Regions from separate parts of the Rattus norvegicus genome. Here region 1 is linked to region 2. The links are chromatin contacts, called in public Hi-C maps. All regions are on one chromosome and are shown on one strand. The core of a region is the stretch at or near the end of the contact, and the rest is flanking DNA. Distances in the headings are between cores, read along the strand shown. Region 1 overlaps Ebf2 (EBF transcription factor 2). Region 2 overlaps Ebf2 (EBF transcription factor 2).

Region 1 (7,193 bases), core at 3,182-5,681, 87 kb before region 2:
TTGGCTGCCAAAAACACCCGAGATCCATCTAGTGGAAACAATTAAGTTCCATTAGTACTGTATCCATTTGGTGATGATTACAGTGAAGGGTTCCTCTTCAATGCAGGGGAGTCTAGAAAAGAAAACCTCAAACTACCAGTCTAGAAAAGAAAATCCAAACTAGGCCTTTGTGCACTTGGAGATGTAAAAGTGTAGAGTTTTATGACAAAGCAGGCAACTTCTTCTTGGTCCCTGACCCCACAGAGTTCAAGGCCTAGAAAGAGAACACATGAAAATGTTTGATGCAAAACAGGGATGTGGGAGGCCGAGTCAGGCTGGACAGGTGGTCAGGCAGTTTGAAAAAAAGACTAGAGAGACAGCCTGGGGAACCCACTGGACGACCAAAGAGAGGTTAAGAAAGCATCAGAGAAAAGGAAAACTTCACTGTCAAGAATATAGAACTTCAGCTTTTCACACAGTGAAACAGTATCACTAGTAACCTAAGGATTGCCTAGCCTGAAGCACTTGAGCCTGGTTACAAAGGTACACCTGGCTCTTTTGAAATTCTGATCACCCTGGCTCTGTCTCCCCAGCCCTGGGTAGAATTAGACTGGGTACTGTTCTCAACCTGTGAGTCTCAACTACATTGGGAAGTCAAAAGATCCTCCTGTTCACAGGGGTTCCCTAAGATCATTGGAAAACACAGAGATTTATATTACAATTCATAACAGTAGCAAACTTACAGTTACAAAGTAGGAAGGAAAATGATTTTACGGGGTGCAGGGTTCACCACAACATGAGGAACTGCACTAAAGAGTCCCAGTAGGAGGAAGGTTGAGAACTACTGGTAGAAGCTGGCACTACCCTTGGCTTGTTCACTGCTGGGGACGATTCTAGAGCTTCCTGCTAGGAGAGCACTCAGCCTGACAGACTTACGCAGCCTGGAAAGTAAAATAGTTTCCTGTCACCGTGGTTATTTTATTTTATTTTTTTAATAGTGAAGTCTTCAAAACAGGTAACAATCTTCCCAGGGTCACTGACATACTAAATACACCCTCCTTCTACCAAGAAACCAACAATGACCCAAACTAAGAGATGAATTAGCTCATGAGTGGAGAAGAAAGAAGAGAAAGTGAGTCGCTGGTCCTCGTCTTGGCACAAACCAGAGGTGGATGCCAGGCCCACCCTCATAGGTCAACTCTGTATTCATGAAGGGCCATTTACACTGGGACCTCCTCATCTGGATGAAGAGGTTCCACCAGTTACCTCACAGGGCTCTTGAACAACTAACTGGAGTGCAAAAATATATCTTTTGGGAACACTTGGGAAAGGCTGTAACAATTTTTGTGAGCTAAGGGTCCCTATTGTTGAGTAGCCCTTCTGGTCAGTCCTGTTCTAAGAGATTAAATGATTCATTAAAACGTTCCTAAAACTTAAAACAGGGTGTGGGAGGACAGGAAGTGTGCCACCACTAGTGGCTCCCTGGAAAAAACACTGGTTTAATAATGCTAAATAAAAGACAAAAGGTTTCCCTTTAAAAAATAAAATAGAAAACAGCTAGAGTCATAAAAACTCATCTGGGTGTGCAGAGCTTTCTGTGAACTATCTGGTTTGTTACTTTGAAAAACTGGAAGCTAGTTTCTTTACAGTTCAGATTATGAGTGTGTCTGGTGGTTTTGTTTGTTTGTTTGTTTTTGTTTTGTTTTCCCTTTTCTTTTCTTTTTCTGAAACGGAGAAATGCTTATGGTTAAACTTAAGTGGTAAAATGGAGGGCCTCCAGGCTTCCTCCTGAAGAGTCCCTGGGTTTGTTGGCGCACACCTAAGAGTTGAAAAGACTTACAGGGTTCAAGTCCTCCCTATGACTTGAACAAGAGCAAGGGGCTTTGTTTAGAGATGTTTTTCTTCATCTAGGCCCAGTAAATCTTAAATTATGTACTCATAGGAGAGAGTATATTCCTCTGAGAGGAAGCGGTCTTGACTGTGGAGTTAGCTCCCCGTGTGTCATTCCTGGGAACTGAGACTGTGCACCCCTGAAGAGCACAGCCATAGAACGGTTAGTTAAAGCCATCACTTCAGCTAACAGTGTCCTCCCCTTAAAGAAGTTCCTAAGGAACTTCTCTAATATTAATTTTTACCGGGAGGGTTCTATTTCCTGAGCACAGTTTCTCATTTATTTTTCCTTACAAGCTACAGATTCCTCCACCCTGACTTTCCCAGTTCGCACACTCAGGATGTGCAGTTTTTAAGTGATGACAACAGCAGTCTCAATTCATATGGCGAATCTGACAGTGGGCCTTACCTCCAGCCATAGAGACATATCCACAGTCAGTGTCACCTTCAAGCCAAAAAGGAAAAAGAGAGAGAGTGTGCCCTGACAGCTAGCAGGTGGTACATATGGGATTATCATTGGCCATTAACACCGGGTTGGATATCACATTTAGCCACCTTAGACTGCATTGGCCAACCACATAAAAATATAGGACCAGGTATTTCAATATTCTGTGGCTCCCTTAGTAAAACAGATTTTTCTATTACTTAGAGGTAACTGGATTTCATTAAAAAAAATTTAACTTTTTTTTTTAAAGAAGAACTAAACCTAGATGATATAAAAGTGAAACTGGGACAAAAATCAGGTCAAGAGTTTGATACAAAAGCATTTGGATATGGCTAAGAATATTCAGGAGTGTTATGAGTTTAGGGTTCCGTGGCTATATTTAGTCTAACGGGACCCCAGCCCCTCAGCCTGCATGAGACTAGAGGAATCATACATTTATTTTCCAATTTGTTGTATAAACTTTGCCGGGTCTCAGCACCTCTATTCATTCGGCAGAAATTACTAGCTTTCGGAAGTTTGCCAGACCTTAGTACCAAAGCCAGAAACATCTTTGACACGCCATGGGAATGTTCGCCCCTGCCTACTCTTTGTTTTTAAAACAGTCTTTAGTAAGCACACAGGGTATTGGGTCTCTCTGTGACACTTTCATACCTGTGTCGACACGCACGGTTCTTAGTTGTCCCTCCCACTGTCTCTCCCTCTGTGTGTGTGTGTGTGTGTGTGTGTGTGTGTGTGTGTGTACACGCAATGAGATCTCCTGTAGCCCAAGCTTGTCTTAAACTCAAGGATGAGGATGACCTTGAACTTCTATCTACCTGCCTGTACCTCCCATGTGCTAAAATCACAGGTATACACCATGACACTTAGGGTTTCTACATGCTAGGTAGGCACTCTGCCAGCTAAGCGTCATTCCTAGCATGTGTGCATAGTGCATATGTATGTATGTATGTATGCATGTATGTATGTATGTATGTATGTATGCATGTATGTATGTATGTATGTATGCATGTATGGTATGAACATATGCACATTTCATAGTTTCCTGTGATCTGTAATGTTGCACTGGTAGCAATCATCTTGCAGAAACCACCAATAATCCATTTTTTTATTTCTGGGGAAGTGGATATCTAGAGTTGTTTCTTTCATTTTCTCGTCTAAAAACTGAAGCTCAGACAAAAACTCCCCTGAGGAAATCAAAGCCGACATGAACCTGAGCACCCAGGGCTCTAAGGCAGTCTCTGGGCTACCTTCCATGCACATACACTGTGAAAGAGTTAAACAAAAAATAAAAGTTACAACTATTGCTCAAAACTCAGTTGAGATTTTCATACTCCTAGCTGCCACTGGCAAAGTTCCTATGGGACCAGAGAGATAGCTCAGTGAATAAGAGAACTTGCTGTTCTTGCAAAGGAGCTGAGTTCAGTTCCCAATACCAGCTTCAGGCAGTTCACAACACTCTTATCTGGCCTCCAGGGAGGTACACACACACACAAACACACACACAGTCTTTTAAAGTACAAATGCCCATGAACCAAAAGAATCATTTCAACATTTTTGAAGTAAGGAAGAGAATTAAATAAATGAGCAAATTTGTAATTGATACAGAAAGTGGGCTTAGTATGTAGCTCAGTGGTAGAGCACTTGCCTAGCTTGATGTCTACACATCAATACCCAACATCACAAACACACACAAAATATGAATGGGCTGGGCTGTATGATCTCATAGGCATTGGTCTGCTAACGAGGAGAGCTACTTTTGTTCACAAGAGCCTTCTGGATCCTGGAGTTTGGAGTGCAGTTTGTGCCTTCTCCCTATGAGGTAAATTAAAAACAAAAATAAGCAAACAAAACCCTTCCCTTAGGGAGTCAGCAGCTGACCTGGAAGTGAAGCATCCCAGTCCTTCACTAGAGGACACAGGGCTGGCTCAGCTTTCTCAAGGAGCAGCAAGTGAAGCCTGGAAGCATGGGAAACAGAAGCCACCACTCCCTCGGGAAGATGCACAAGACCTAGCCTGGCGATGCTGGGAGAAAAGCCACTCTCAACCAGCGTCCTCTGCTGACTCTGGACACCAGGGACCTGCCATTGGGCCCTCCCTACACTCACTGTCAGAACAACCACTCCTAGAAATGGCTCTGGCCCAACTCTGTGACAAGGGAGTCATCTTGTCCCATGCATGAGTCAGATGTATTGGCTGCTCTAAATCTACCATTCCTTCTGGAGAAAGTGGCCTTGGAATCAGACAGACTGAAACACTTGGGCTTTTTGTTTTCCTTTTACAATTAGTCCTCATCACGTCAGAGTGAGCATAAGAAAACAAGGACATGCCACTGGGTAAGAACACTAGCTGAGCTCCTGCTTAGGAGACGCTGCATTCAAATCGCACGACCCAGCACTGGGGTGTTGAGACAGGCAGACCCTGGGAGCTTGCTGGCAGCCATCCTAACAGAAACTGTGAGTTCCCGCTTCAGGGAGAGACCCCGTGTCAAGAGAATAAAGCAGAGAGCAAGAGAGGAAGAGACCCAATATCCTCTTCTGGGTGTACCCACGTGTGCTCACGCACTTACACACCCATTCCACATATCATCCAGGACATACAAGACAGTCACACTAAACAAAGAGCTTGATGCTATACATGGCTCCAGATTTTGAAATCTGTTTAAAACAGATTTATCACCCCCAGTAACATATCTGCTTCAGTGTAGATAGATACTAAACTCATAAAAAAAAAAAAGTTTTGTTTTTTTTTACAAGCTGAGTCCTGAGGTGAAGCAAGGAGACAGGGGCCGTTTTAAAATCAAGTTTGATGACTAAATTGAAAAGGCCAAGCATGACGGCACTGCCAATGATCTTAGCACTCAGGAGATCAAAGCAGGAGGAGGATAAGTTCAAGACCAGGCTTTGCTTTATAGCAAGACTCTCTATCAATAATAATCATAATTTCACTGGGTAATCCAGTGAGGCCTGGGTCATTATCTTCCACTATGTGTTTTGGTTATTATGTTTATAATTCTATATAGGAATATATGCTAACTTTGGTCTGGCCAAGTCTGTGATAGAGTAAGCCGTTTTAGCTGGCCAACAAGCACCCAGAATCCTCCAGTCTCAGACTCCACAGCTCTGGGATTACAGGACTTGGCTGCCCTGTTCAACTTTCTAAATAAGTACTGGGATCTAGACTCAGGTCCTCATGCCTGTGTGACAAGCAGTTGGATGATGGAGCCATCTCTCAGCCCTATAGCTATAATATTTTAACGCTGATGTCAGCCAATAGATTAATTTTGCCGTTAACGCTACAGTCTTTGTTGGAGCCCAATGTTTATGCTTTTTTCCTAAGGAGATGAGTCATTGAAAATGCAAAGCAAGCAGTACACTTGTCACCTGCATAGCATATGACGTCAGTCTCTGCCACCATGAGTTCATACAGACAGCATAATGAGGTGACAGTGGGATCTATAGGATAAAAATTAAGGGTAAAGGGATGGTGTCCGATTACTGCCTGTAGTCTCAGCAATCTTTTCACTTCTCTGTCTCTCGCTAGCCCACTCTCGCCCCTCGTGCGTGTTCCCTCGCATGTCTTCCCTGTAAAATTGGATAATACCTCTGAGAAATGCTAGCAGAATTACTTAGGAGCTTTGGGGAAGACTTAAAACACCTTTAAGAACTTTCTGGTGAAATAGCAGATGCCGTTAATGTTCCTAGCACGGCTCCGGCTCCGCAGTAAATAACCGCGCCACACTTGGAGAATTGTCTTTCTACTCAGTCAGAACGATCCTCTCCCTGGAGCTTAGACCGGTGACCCTCCACCTAAAGGGCTCCGTTTACTTCCAAAGAATAAATTACACAGGAGGGGAACACAGTAGAGAGTAATTAAGTTGCAAGTTGAGGAGGGATCAATGCTTACACTTTACGGGTTAAACACAAAGCTGATTACATCAGGCAGGAATCCGTGTTCCACAGTCAGCTGTAAAATAAACGGGAGTCCCGCGTTTGGAGTCTGAAACATCGCTCAAAACACTAAATCAATTTAACATCAATAATTGCCAGATATATGCTAGACTAAATGAAGCGATGCAGATTGCTTTGTTCACAAAGAAAACAGGGCCAAACAGTTTCCCTGAGCATAACTAATCCCCAAATCCTCTGGTTCCGTTACCAGACGTCTGAGCCTGAGTTCTGACTCTTGCGCATACGACTTGGCACAGGATGTTATAGGTCTAGCTGTTCCGTGCCTCCAACACACACACTGCATATCAGAGCCACAAGGTGACGGACGCTTAAGTAACCAGCATTAAGTACAATGGTGCCCGCCGGGACTCCCAAACACAGCAGACACAAGTGAAACAAGGGACCTGTTTTACGTATAGAACTCAGAATTTCCCAGACCTCTTTTAGAATGTTTTGGAAACACCTGTTTGGGCCTTGGGGGCCCAATCTCACTTTCAGGCTGCTCTGTTCCTCCAGCTTCACCACAGCCCTGCAACCCCAGTCGTGTTCCCAGTGTTCCGATTATAGGACTGGATGGGGCCCTATATCTCAGAGTGTTGGTGCCATTTTCACCAAGGCCCCAGAACAGTTTCTTATATGGGAAACTCTGACTCTCCCCCTCTCTTAACTCTCATCATTTTGAAAAGGTACACTCAGGACAAATTTTATACCCAAAGAGACCTGTGACTGCAGAATTTCTCTTAGGGTCCCAAACTTCAAGAAAGATTCTCCTGCCCCCAAACAAAACTATGGGTGCACAAAATGACCTAGGAGAGGTCAACAAAATAAGCTGTTGGGTGGAGACAGGGGACTGTCCACACCTTGTGTCTATCAACAACCTGGGGTATTTCTCAGCATGTCAGAAGGACACGCAACAAGGAGCTGGCAGAGAGC
Region 2 (7,328 bases), core at 3,510-6,009:
AATAAGGTAGGAGGTAAAGACACCCAAGGTTGTCTTATGATCTCCACACATGCACACATATCCAACACTCACACAAACACATTGGGGGTTGGACTTTTCAAGGGTTAAAATGTGGGAAGACGGGCCATCAGGAACGTGGCCCCGGTGACTCTTTGAAGCATTACTGATAAGTACATTTGCGGTGGGAAAGAGTCAGAGCCAGGATTACAGCTCAGAGCATAGACTCTTTGACTTCCTGTTTCCTGCGTGTCCACAGGCAGTCGCATTTACAGTACAGACTGAGCACCCCAAATCCACAAACCTGAAATCAATAATAATACTCCCAAAACCTAAAACTATTTTTAGCAAAATTATGACACCACTTGAAAGGTTTAGGACATAAGGCATCTCCCAGTTTTGGTTTTCAGAACAGGAAAACTCAACTGAGTAAATTCTACTCAAATATCCCAAGATCTAACCACGCTGAAATATGAGTGTTTCCCGTGCTGTTAGGATAAAGGACACCCCAAACCTTTGAAATTAACATTGTGTATAATTTCCTTTTTTACCAAATCCTTTCCATGCTGAGAGACAGGTTCCATACTCTGGTTTAGTATGGTTTGGTTTCAACTCGATTGAGACAGGGTCTCATTAAGTAGTCCAGGCTGGCTTCAAAATATGACCCTCCTGCAGAGGTCTCATGCGTTCCAAGGTTGTAGACATGTGCCATCATGCCTGGCTTCCAATGACTCTTCTAAGTAGTGGGGAAAAAGTGCATCCTCTTCCTATGGGCTCCTGGTGGGCTACGCTGAACCAGACAACCTCCTGGAGACTTTCTGATGAGAAAAACCTGCACTCTGTGGTTAATTCACCCATTTTCTGTGATCCCATCTCCCTGCCAACACTCTGCAGGTGTTCTTTAAACACAACACTCAGAAGCCCAATAGCAAGGCTGGTGTTGGCGTTTGTGGAAAAGGGCATACCGCCAAGTCCCCGCTGCCCCTAGTTGAAGAGACTGGGGGAATCCTAACCTTTGCACCAGTCATTTCTATTTCCTTTGGGGGTCACAGCCCTCTGCAGAGGGAAGAACACAAGATACTTGGTGTGCATTTTTCTCTCTCCAATCTGATGTTGCTACCATCAGAACATTCTTGTCCCTCCACCTGAACGTGACAGTAGATGCTTGCTTCCTCCTGAGATGGAAAAGCAGGTTCCAGAAAGCACCATAATATGAAGACACCAATTGTCTTTAAGAAATAATCCCCACCAGGAATACAACAGCAGAGAGATCTGTGGCCTCTCCTGCCTCTTCCATGAAGGTTTCTCCTGTGAGGTAGACACTTCTCCTCCCACACATCTTAATATTCTATTTCATTGTTTGGTTTAGTTTTGAGATAGAGTCTCACATAGGCCAGGCTGGCCTTGAACTCACTATGTAGATTAGGGTAACCTTGAATTTCCAGGCGTGTGCTAGCACACTCAGTTTTATTTGGTGTTGGGAATGAAAGCCAGGGCTCTGCACATGTATTGTCACAACTGAGCGACACCTCCAGTGCCTTGGCTCTGATGTGTTATTGGAGCAAATGGAGCAGTCCAGGAGTGCTGCATCCAGTCTTCTACTTTGACTCACCTCATGACCTTGAAGGAAGCCCAGGGCCTGTGGTCTCTTACAGACTCTGCTCAGAAAAGGCGACTCAATTCCCTACCTGCTCCTATGGGAAACCAGAGATATCATTTGCTTCCCTTTGTGGCCCTATTCCATTGGCTGTAGTTTGCTCTCCACACCCTCGGAGTTGTCTGTTGCAAACTATCTAATTCAGAGATCATTTATAGAAAGTTCTAAATGTTTATAAACTCAAAGCAGGTATGTCAAGGGATGGATGGCCACTGAAACAAGCAAACAAAAGTACAAATTCAGAATGCTATGAGCCCAGAACTCCAGAAAAGCCTACGGCATAATAGGACAACATACCATGAAGTCACTGAATAGGAACCAGGCTGGATACTAGGACTGCACTGGGACCCTGGATCTCATTCAGATCTCAGACCCCTAAAAAATTCATCACCTTCTCATATTCTTGCAGCTTTTGCAAGTACATGAGCACATGCATACCAGGGAGATAAAAACTCCGGATGATACGCTCCAGCCCAACCTTGTTTAACTTGGAAAATAGACATCTCACTAAAAAAAAAAAAAAAATTACACACACACACACAGATAGAGACAGAGACTATATATATATATATATATATATATATATATATATATATATATATATGGTCTTACCAGATATCTCAGTAGTTCTCTCTGCAAATAAAGACATGGCCACATAGTTTCCACGTGAAACAGTTTCAAACGTCCTACATTTGGGCTGTTCACAGAGACTAATATTTGAATGCTCTTGGGACACTCTGTCCCCAATTCCAATGTAATCATCATGACCAGCAGGGCCTGGGAGATCTTTGAGGTCAACATCAGCTTTCACCAATAGCATACAAGATGGACTGAAGTGACACCCGGGTGTGAGTCTATTTTTACCAAGTAGTATTTACAACACATCGTCCATCCTCTCCTAGTTTGTAAGCTCAAGAACCTTGTAGAAAATCACGAGGGCCCAGGCATAACAGCCCTGCATGCACTTTCTCCTTCTGGTTGCTAGATTAGATTCCCCTTCCACCCTCTTTCCTTTCTGTATCTGAGTGGCAATGCTGCAAAAACGGTGAAAGTGTCAGCCGAGAAGGATCTAGAAAGGTCATGTTCCACAGCCATTAAATTTACGTTCCCTCGGCTGACTGAGAGGACAAGCCAGTCTGCTGGTGCTACTGTCAGACAGACCAGGGACCACCGGAGACCTCACGGGGCATCCAGCCCGTCAACCTGCATGTTAGCCAGCAACACACTGAGATAAATGGATTCATAGACAAGCATTTTATATAAAAGTCAAGAAAGTGGGGTTGGGGATTTAGCTCAGTGATAGCGCTTGCCTAGCAAGCCCAAGAAAGCCCTGGGTTCGGTCCTCAGCTCCCAAAAAAAAAAAAAAAAAAAAAAAAAAATCAAAAATCAAAAAAGTATAATCAGGATATAAATAGAGACTTGATTTTTTTTCCTAAGTGTTTGAAATATTAACATCAATATTAAATCAGCAGCATTTTATCATCTGTGTCCATCTTATCCTGGGACATTTGTTTTCTCAGAAACTAAAACGGAAAGAGGGTGGGGAACTACTCTGTATGAAAATGCATAGTTTATCGACCACCCATAGGATTATTTAGCTAGTCTTGGTCCAATTTTCAACCTCCCCAAATCAATTAGAAATTAAAAAAACGAAAAACAATAACAGAGTATGGATGAATTGTAGATCCAAAGCTTTTACGCCAAAATGCTTGTGTGTGTGTGTGTGTGTGTGTGTGTGTGTGTGTGTGTGTGTGTTTAATATAGTATGCTTAAAAACTGAAAACGGTTTTTGGATTGCTTACATACTCTGAAGTGCTTCCTGCCTACATATCCTCAGAAATCCCAGGGGTTTTGCCTGGACACATGGAAAATTTCAAGTTGAGCCATTTTTAAGTTATCCGTGAGTGAAAGCAAAGGGGGGGGGGGCATGAAGTGGGAGTTGGAATTTGTCACGAAAGAAGGAAAAGGCATTTTGCTCTTTCTTTTCTGATCTTTGAGCTCTTCACATTGGCTCAGCATGGCTCACCCAAGTTGTAGGGGTTTTGTTACGGCGGGTGTTTTTCCACAGAGTAAAATCACCTTGGAGCTGAAGCCAGGTATGAGCAGATTCAGTGCGCCTTACGGGAGAGCACCAGGGAATTCTTCAGGCAGGGCTGTTCGGAACCATAGAACTAGCACTACTAGACGCAAATCAGATCACGTGTCACTGTGATAAACAACCACCCAAGTTATAAAGCAAGCATGTACTTAGTATCCATCAGCCAAAAAAATATATTTTTTTAAATTTTATTTTGAAGCATTTAACACAGAAATAATGGTGTCAATGCTAGGTATCACCGGAGCAGGAACAAGCAGTGTAAAACCTGGACTTCCTGGATGTGGATACTCCTAGGGGCTGCCTCTGCCAACTGAGGTTGTCTGTGAGGGGCTGACTATCCCCTGAATGAAAGTCTCCAGATTCTTCACAAACACTAAAATCCGTGAGGTGTCGTGTACAATCTAGTGATGATGTCGATAACGAGACAACTAGGGTAGAGAGGAGTAGAGAGTCAGAAAGTAGAAAGTTTGAAAGACCACGGGCTAAACAAGTTAAGTATGAAGGAGAAAAACCAAACTAGTTTACAGGGAAACACCTCACTCGGAAATGTAGTTACTGAGTCCATTTCATGAATCCCACATAAATAGCTGTAGACGCTGCGGACTTCCTAAGCCAAGGGGAAAACACGCATTTGAAGAACAAGGAGAGAAGCCAGAACGTGGGCTAATTGTCTCACCGGACGCCCTCTGCTGCAGAGACTGTGGGCTGAGACTCCCATTAAAGAGAAATGGAGGAAATGGATCAGAGATACTGCCCAGCCAAGACGGAAAGAGACTTTATTTTTACAAATAAACGTGTATATTCATAAAATGAGATAGGCTGGACATCAGCCGGGGAAAGTGGGGAAACCCAGAAGAAAAAGGAGCTTGAGGTCATGAGGCCCTCCTGTCGCCGGTGGAGGCTGTTGGAGAAGGGAAACCAAATATTGGCACTGTACGGCTGTGGTGATTTCCCCACTTCTTCAAATACAACTTTGTGACTGTGTTTAAGAGAGTTGCCCACTGTTACTGGTCTAATGAGCTAACTCTGAAATCTGAGCTAAAGACAGCTCCCTAGTGGCTGCTCACTGCTTCACAGACCAAAAGGAAACTTCTTTCAGGGGCCCATCAGGGCGAACCACTGCTGACAGCTTGGAACGGCACAACACAGATTTATTTCACAGACAGCCACAGACAGGAATTTAGCACCCTGTGCTGGCCTCCTGCTTAGTGGAGAAGGTGTTAAAATGCAACCATGCAGAGCCCTCCCTTGAACAAAACCCAGTAGCGACTAATCAAGCGGTCACCCGGTCCCAGCAGAAAATACCCAGTGATGTGGGACTGAGTGCAGGAGAGGGGTACAGGATTCTGACAGCTGCTGCGGGGCCGCAGCGGTGCAGCGTGAGAGCCACCTCCAAGAGCTCTAAATATTTTGCGTGACCTTTCAACTTACAAATTAATTGATTTATAAACAACGGCAAATGCTATTTATTTATTTATGACATCTTGGAATGCCTTCTCTGGATCCGAGGGCACAGCACTGCGGAGAACATTCTCTGGTGCCTGTAGAGATATCAGAAGCATCCGGTTGTGGGCTCGAGTAGGCATCAGTGAGCAGCTCTTTACCTGTCCATTCCAGAAACTTCCACATGCCTACCGGTCCGTGAATAAAATTAGTCTGTCGGCCTTGCTTTCTGTGTGTCTTGTATATGTATCTATGTGAACGCATTCGTGTAAGTTCACATGAAAGGAAGGAAGGAAAGAAGGAAGGAAGGAAGGAAGGAAGGAAGGAAGGAAGGAAGGAAGAAAGGAAGGAAGGAAGGAAGGGAGGCAGGGAGGGAGGGAGGATGGATATAGAGACAGACCATCCTTAAATGCTGCCCTCATCTATAATAATAATAGTTTTCATAAATATATCTCTTCAGATCACTTCTCACCATTAGAATTCTTGATAATTGGCAATGATAAATATTAATAAGCAACCACCGGTGAACATAAATACATAGTGTGGGGTTAGAGATTTAGCTCAGTGGTAGAGCACTTGCCTAGCAAGCACAAGGCCCTAGGTTCAGTCCCCAGCTCCGAAAAAAAAGAAAAAATAATAAATAAATACATAGTGAATAAACAGGTGATCTGATAATCCTCTAATTGATGTCACATCAGCAATGCAGAGACAGCCACTGTTACCATGCTCAGCCTCCCAGCAAGTCTTCCAGGAACAGAGGCAAGAGGACTCAGAACAGTTACCATCAGCTCAAAGGGCCCCTGACAGAACCAAGTTCAGTTTGTGTCCTGCCAGAGTAGGATCCTCCCTGCAAGGTAGCAGTTTTTGATAGCATTTGGGTGCTGGTTTTTGCCTTGTTTTTTTTTTTTCTTGAAGCTATACGTTATCCTATTTCTGAGACATGTATATAGCCCAGAGGTTATAGACATCAAGGATAAACACATGCCTGGACAAGGGTCATCTCAGAGCCCTGTCCTCAGGGAGGCTACTCTGTCTCACCTTACTGTGGGAACTGTACAAAGAGAACCCCAGGGAGCTGCAGCCTCAGGAGCAGGGCAAGCAAAGACAGCAACTTCCTCACCTTAGCAAGCCGGAGTCCAGGACAATCAGGGAACTCATGCCTGGTTGTTTTTCTACTTCATCCACATCTTTGTAAGCATATCACTCTCCTAGAGCTCCTGGGTCACTAATACTGGTTAAAGGAATGGAGCTTCAATTTTGTACTTAAAATTAAATGTGGAGCAGGGGTTGGGATAGAAGGAGAAGCCATGGATAAACTCCCCAAACTTCCTTTCCAAGGAAGGCTGCCCCATTTTTGATAGATATAAATATGTGTGCTAAAGTTGATATCACTCTTAACTAGTAATATTAATATAGTATATTTTAATGTATACGAAAATAGAGACTTGAAGCCATACAAAGAAAAAATGTAGCCAAAGGTTGCCAACTGAAAATAGCTAGGGAACTTTCTCTCTCCTTAAATTAAAAGTCTAAAGGTAGAGTGCAGCCCAGATGGTGGGGTGCTTGCCTAGTTTTTGTGAAGCCTTCCAGTCCATGCCCAACAGCGCATAAAACAGGTAAGGGGATGTTTGCTGGTAACTCCAACATGCAGGAAGTGGAGACAAGAGAATTAGAAAAATTCAAGGTCATCCTTGGCTACATAGTGAGTATTGAGGCTAGCCAGAGCTACATGAAGCCATGGCAAAAACAGCAAGATATTTGATACTTGACTCTCTGCTCATTCTGTCTCCCTCTCTTTCTCTTCCTCTCTCCCACTTTCTCCCTTTCTCTCCCTCTCCTCTCCCTCTTTCTCTCTCACCCTCCCTCTCCCCCTTCCTGTCTCTATCCCTCTCCTCACCTCTCCACTCATTCTCTCTGGGCATCTCATGTGACACAACCCCTCCCCCCACTTTCCCACCATGTTTCCATTCCCAGTTGAACTCTACAAAGATGGAGACGACGCACACTCCAAAAGTCAGAAGACAAGGCAGTGATATTTCCACCAACGGACACGGCTACCCTCTCCGTTCCTGCCCTATGTCCCTATGTACACTATGCCTTTGAGACATTTTCCACATTTGCGATGCCTTCAGA

Evidence for each region. Hi-C and Micro-C count contacts between places; a contact is called where the count stands out from the background.
Region 1: a contact with region 2 is called in a Hi-C map of psoas muscle, with 2.2 times the contacts expected there. The contact joins two enhancer-like sites. A contact is called at or near these places in 2 of 12 Hi-C or Micro-C datasets (Schwann cells and psoas muscle).

Annotation. Positions count from the first base shown.
Region 1 is chr15:45,733,464-45,740,656 of GRCr8, reverse strand. All of the region lies in intron 7 of Ebf2 (EBF transcription factor 2), which reads right to left. Among named protein-coding and RNA genes, the nearest start is that of Ebf2, 130 kb to the right of the region's middle. Within about 2 kb of position 4,431, at least 7 of the 93 cell types and tissues checked have an H3K27ac peak or open chromatin away from gene starts, as enhancers often do.
Region 2 is chr15:45,646,937-45,654,264 of GRCr8, reverse strand. The region is part of intron 7 of Ebf2 (EBF transcription factor 2); the gene reads right to left. Among named protein-coding and RNA genes, the nearest start is that of Ebf2, 40 kb to the right of the region's middle. Within about 2 kb of position 4,759, at least 5 of the 93 cell types and tissues checked have an H3K27ac peak or open chromatin away from gene starts, as enhancers often do.